Regions from separate parts of the Rattus norvegicus genome. Here region 2 is linked to region 1. A link is a contact called in public Hi-C data. All regions are on one chromosome and are shown on one strand. The core of a region is the stretch at or near the end of the contact, and the rest is flanking DNA. Distances in the headings are between cores, read along the strand shown.

Evidence for each region. Hi-C and Micro-C count contacts between places; a contact is called where the count stands out from the background.
Region 2: a contact with region 1 is called in a Hi-C map of liver, with 7 times the contacts expected there. The contact joins two enhancer-like sites. A contact is called at or near these places in 8 of 12 Hi-C or Micro-C datasets (the A7r5 cell line, Schwann cells, hepatocytes and 5 more) and 1 of 1 datasets of contacts at active chromatin or transcription factors (oligodendrocytes).

Annotation. Positions count from the first base shown.
Region 1 is chr17:49,304,743-49,307,586 of GRCr8, reverse strand. Elmo1 (engulfment and cell motility 1) reads left to right here. Exons shown (of 22, transcript NM_001395578.1): 13 at 1,229-1,360. Among named protein-coding and RNA genes, the nearest start is that of Elmo1, 210 kb to the left of the region's middle. Within about 2 kb of position 1,481, at least 7 of the 93 cell types and tissues checked have an H3K27ac peak or open chromatin away from gene starts, as enhancers often do.
Region 2 is chr17:49,909,530-49,912,229 of GRCr8, reverse strand. No RefSeq gene overlaps it. Among named protein-coding and RNA genes, the nearest start is that of Nme8, 23 kb to the left of the region's middle. Within about 2 kb of position 1,324, at least 12 of the 93 cell types and tissues checked have an H3K27ac peak or open chromatin away from gene starts, as enhancers often do.

The DNA.
Region 1 (2,844 bases), core at 232-2,731:
TTATAACTTCCCTGCATTTATCTCCATGCCTCTTTGTGTGTTGCCAAACTGAATTTCTGTGCCCGTTGAAACCATATTTGCTCTCCTTCCCGTTCCTCCCATCCTTCTGGCTCTTTATAAGTTACCCCTCTGCTTCTTGTTTTTATTAATTTGGCTCTTCTAGGAGGCCTCGATGAGTAAAAAATGTATTTGTGGCTTTTTCTATCTCACCTGTTCTACTCGGCCTATTTAATTTTTTATTATATTTTTTTGTATTTTAGATTGTAGCATATTTAATTACATTATTACCCTCCTCCTTTCATCTCTCCCACCCTTCCTATATACTGACCTTCCTTGGTTTTAAATTCATGGCCTCTTTTTCTTTAGATGTTGTTACATATGTATATAAGTATCTGTATGTGAACTTCTAAATACATAAATACAACCCGTTCAGTCCATATAATATCACTCATATGTGATTTCTGGGCTGGACATTTGGTCTTAGATAACCAGGGGAAGATGATCTCTCTTTCTGTTAGCATCCTTAGTTACCTTTCTCCTTCTCCACATTAGCATGTCCATTGGTGTCATCCTTGTTCCGGTGTTCTTTAAGCAGTCCTGTTGGTGGTACTTCATAGGCGCAGCGTCCCTGACATTTCTAGGAGACACACTCTCTTTGCAAATTTGTAAAGTTCTTCCCTATGGTAATATGTTGATAATTTGCTCCTGGCTAAGGCTAACAACATCCCAACACCACACTCAACCTTGGAAAAACACTTGCCATTGTTTCTGCCTTTGGGCCCTCTCTTTTATTTTTATCTTGTTCTTGTTTCCATGAAGTCAGGCCTCGGTCGAGTGAGAGATCTCTCATAGTTAAAATATTGCCCAAGAGCCATGTGAACATCTCTTAATTTGTTTCAAACAGAATATTACTCAAACACTCTCACGTTTAGCCTTCGCCAACATCAGTCCTTCTGTTGTATTTGAGGCTTTTATGTAGGACCGTCCTAGATAATATTTATCATTGCTCCAAATGGCTTGACTGAGGGATAGATTAATGCTGAGCCTGAGCAGAGAGGAGTCTGGGTTCTCACTGAGGACGCGTCTTGTCTTCTCTCTTCTGCTTCGCCTGAATGCAGTGACTGGTTTAGACTCTGGGCAACAGGTCAGGGGGGAGTCTTCTGTCACACACAGTGAAAGCAACTTTCTTACTTTTTGCCTCTTTTCTTCACCCCTCTAACGCCTTTAGGCCCAAAGGGACATCATATTTGAACTTCGAAGGATTGCTTTTGATGCAGAGTCAGAACCGAATAATAGCAGCGGCAGCATGGAGAAACGCAAGTCCATGTACACTCGGGATTATAAAAAACTTGGCTTCATTGTAAGTACTCTGTCTCCAGGATGCTCTCCCCTCCCACCCTCCCCATCTGACCTCAGTCGTATCGAACGTGTGGTCCTCTTGTGCTTTACAGAATGGTTTCCACATTTCCAGATGTTTAGCTGGTTTAAATAGGATCACATGGAAATCTCTTCTGGCTGCGGTGCAGTGGAATACGTTGCACAAGTGTGACTAATCCTTCGCTTGTTTATCCAGTTCTGATTAAGTGTCATGGAGAGCAGTTAGGCTGGAACACATCGAGCCTTCCTGAGCCTCCTTCAAAAGCCTCCATGGTTCTCCTGAGTGGAATGAAAGATGACAGTTCTAGGAGGCTTCTTATTATTGGGCTAGTGATTGGATTATGCAGATGCATTGATTCCATATTTAAAGAAAGCTGGAAGTCTGGAGTTGAGTCATCATGAGATTATATATAGTTTATGTTTCTTAAAACATCTTATCTTGCTTCAGATGTTAATGGGTTGTTCCTTACACACACACACACACACACACACACACACACACACACACACACACACTTTACAAATCAGAATGCAACATGTGTTGAATCTAACCAGCTGTCGTGGTTGTTGCCTGCTTAGGGATAGCATCACTGTTCTGAGAATGACCTTTAGCTAACTTGAAATTCCGCAGTTGTCAAATTAGGTTTCCATTTTGGCCTCCAACATAAATGATACAAATAGTATGCTGGCTTGAAGGTTAGAAAATACTAGGCAATAGTTTTTATTTAAGATACATTTTTCTCCAAATAAAACAAAACAAACCCTCAGATAGGGTTTTGATTGTGCGAAATTGCTTTGTTATAAGCATCTAGTAATTAGCTTTTTATCTAGAGTACATCAAAGTGACCATTTTTCAACTTTGTAATAATGTCTCTTTAATTTAAAAAAGTTCAAACTATTGATTTTATGGTGTTAATGTCTTTCTGAGTAGAATATTTATTAATAACACATTCATCCTTGCAACTTTCTTAGGAACACTTTTGGGCACTATTTATTTCTCTGTGTTACATCTTTGGTTTTGCCTGTCCATTTGACACTGTAGATGAATTGAGTTGACTGGTGAGACTTTCATGTGTCTTTGTGTCTTTCATGCCACCTCCCCACCTTTGCAGTGTTGCTGGCTGAGACATGTGGGCCAGTTAAGGTGGACAGCATCCCCTTCCACCATTGCCTCCCATGGTTTCACTCTGGGTTGGGAGAGAAGGCATCACTACTTGACATGGAAGCAGCACAGGACTGTCTGGTCTTCTCTACCCAGACTCTCAAACGAGGCCTCTTTCTGTGTACTGTCCATCTGCCAAGGCCTTGGTGGGCCTACAGTGCAGCCTGGAGGCCAGGGGATGCTGAGTTCCCCTGAAGGTGAAGTGGTGGGAGGCATGAGGAATCAACCTCTTGTTGCAGCCTGTGTACCTACATCATAAGCCAAGGATGAATCATTTTCCTCAGGGTCTATGTTCTCTGTCCGAG
Region 2 (2,700 bases), core at 75-2,574, 600 kb before region 1:
TTGAAGGCAGGCTTAAAAGACCATGTTATCTTTTATCTAGTACCAAGAGTTCATAACCCAATCACAGAAAAACACACACGGTATGCACTCATTGATAAGTGGCTATTAGCCCAAATGCTTGAATTACCCTAGATGCCTAGAACAAATGAAACTCAAGACAGATGATCAAAATGTGAATGCTTCACTCCTTTAAAAGGGGAACAAGAATACCCTTGGCAGGGAATAGAGAGGCAAAGATTAAAACAGACACAGAAGGAACACTCATTCAGAGCCTGCCCCACATGTGGCCCATACATATACAGCCATCCAATTAGACAAGATGGATGAAGCAAAGAAGTGCAGACCGACAGGAGCCGGATGTAGATCGCTCCTGAGAGACACAGCCAGAATACAGCAAACACAGAGGCGAATGCCAGCAGCAAACCACTGAACTGAGAATAGGACTCCCGTTGAAGGAATCAGAGAAAGAACTAGAAGAGCTTGAAGGGGCTCGAGACCCCTTATGTACAACAATGCCAAGCAACCAGAGCTTCCAGGGACTAAGCCACTACCTAAAGACTATACATGGACTGACCCTAGACTCTGACCTCATAGGTAGCAGTGAATATCCTAGTAAGAGCACCAGTGGAAGGGGAAGCCCTGGGTCCTGCTAAGACTGAACCCCCAGTGAACTAGACTGGTGGGGGAGGGCGGCAATGGGGGGAGGATGGGGAGGGGAAACACCCATAAAGATGGGGAGAGGGGAGGGGGATGTTTGCCCAGAAACCGGGAAAGGGAATAACACTCGAAATGTATATAAGAAATACTCAAGTTAATAATAAAAAAAAAAGAGTTCATAACCAGAGAAAATTGAGCTCCTCCCCCAGTCCTGTTATTTGTTTACATGTAGTGGCATTTGCAAAGCTTTGTGTGCAGGAAAAATGGAAGACCATGCACAAATGGAGAAGCTGGCAGCTGTTTCTCTATCCCTTCTGTCTTAAGGCAGAGGTTTAAGCTCTGTAGAATTCGAATTTGCTTCTTTAAAAGAAGTAGGAATCAAATTTGCTTCTTTAAAAAAAGTAGAATATAGGTTGTATTAATATTGTAATTTAGATGAGCTTGAGGATGATTCTCTTTCTAGAGATGTGTGAATAAGGAAATCATCAATGGAAATGATGTATCCTGAGATTAGCACCATCCGATCTGAAGAGACATGATAAGACACAGTGAAGAGCCAGGCTGCCTTTTAGAAGCAGTTTCTTAAAGGGATGTAAGCGGCACCTCAACTGTAATGACCAAGGGAAGAATTCCCAGTCCTCTTCCTCCCACTAGATGGCACCTCCTCACAGTGGTCAAATCCAACAAGCCGCCAGCTTGCAAAAGAACCCCGAAGACAGGCATGGAGGCCAGCCTATTGCTCACAGCGAGGGAGGACAGAAATAGTGCACAGAGGAAAGGAGCAACATTTATGATTAGAAGACTCAAAATCAGAAATATTCGAGCACACTCATCGGGAGGCTGGCTGATATTCTGCCCTTGGGATGAAGGTCAAAAGCTAATGACTCTGAAAAACAAGCTTAGGAGACTCCTGGGCCAAACAGAACTGCTTTGGAGCTCAGCCAAGAAGTTTGAAAATGGAAACTGCTCATCATGCTCCCGTGGTAAAGCAGAGGCTTGTGGTTACTGCTTCACACAGCTTTTCTTCCTATAATCTCCCTTCTCACTCCAAGTCCTTCTGTGTTCCCCTCAAGAACTCCTCTTAGATTCTTGACATTTTATAATTACTATATTTGCAAACACACACATATAAAAGAGGAGTGTGTGTGTGTGTGTGTGTGTGTGTGTGTGTGTGTGTGTGTGTGTGTGTAAAATCTATAGTGGACTGAGCCCAATTAATGTTGCTCATATGTACATGTGTTTAGGGTTTCCCAGGTAGGGGTAGGAAACTTGCCAGGGTTTCGATCCTGGAGAAAACCAATTCTCTCTACCTTGGCAGTCATTGACTGCCTACAGCTCTCCATTAATGGGACTAATGTGGAATTCCCCACACATCCAAATTAACATGTCATGTGTAAGCAATGATACAATTGAAATAGTAAAATTGAAATTTTGTGGATATAGCATTCTGTCTTGTTCAAAAGACATTAGGTTTCAGCAGTCTTCCTGCTTTTGCAATCTTTCCATCCCTGATATTTTCTGAACCTTGGTGTACATCCTGTTTTATAGATGTACCAGTTAGAACTTTTACTCATTTATTTCCTGTATTTTAATTAGTTATGAATCTTTGTGGTAGCTCCCATTTATTGCAAAAAAAATTCTTTAGTGAGGAGTGAAAGCTACAATTTGCTATTGGTATTTACAATGTAATTGATATAATTAACATTAATTATTAATTATGAAATGTTAGTAGGTTCTGCCTTAGCATCTCTGATCTCTCCAACCACAGGTTCTTGGCTACAGTAAGTTTAGAGTAGTCTTAGACCTGAGTTTCTGCCTATTGAGCAGGACTAAAGATCAATTAGACAACTGTTGGTTACCCACAAGATAAAGTGCCATTTCTGCACCTCTAAGAATATGTAATTGGGTCTGGTCCTTATTCTGGTTCAGAGACTTTTCAGCTAGTCATGGCTGTTTATTAAATTTTCCCCTTAACAAATTGATTAACACCTTCCACTGCTACAACAGTCCCCAGCAAAGAGGCCTCTAGGTTAGTACTAGTTT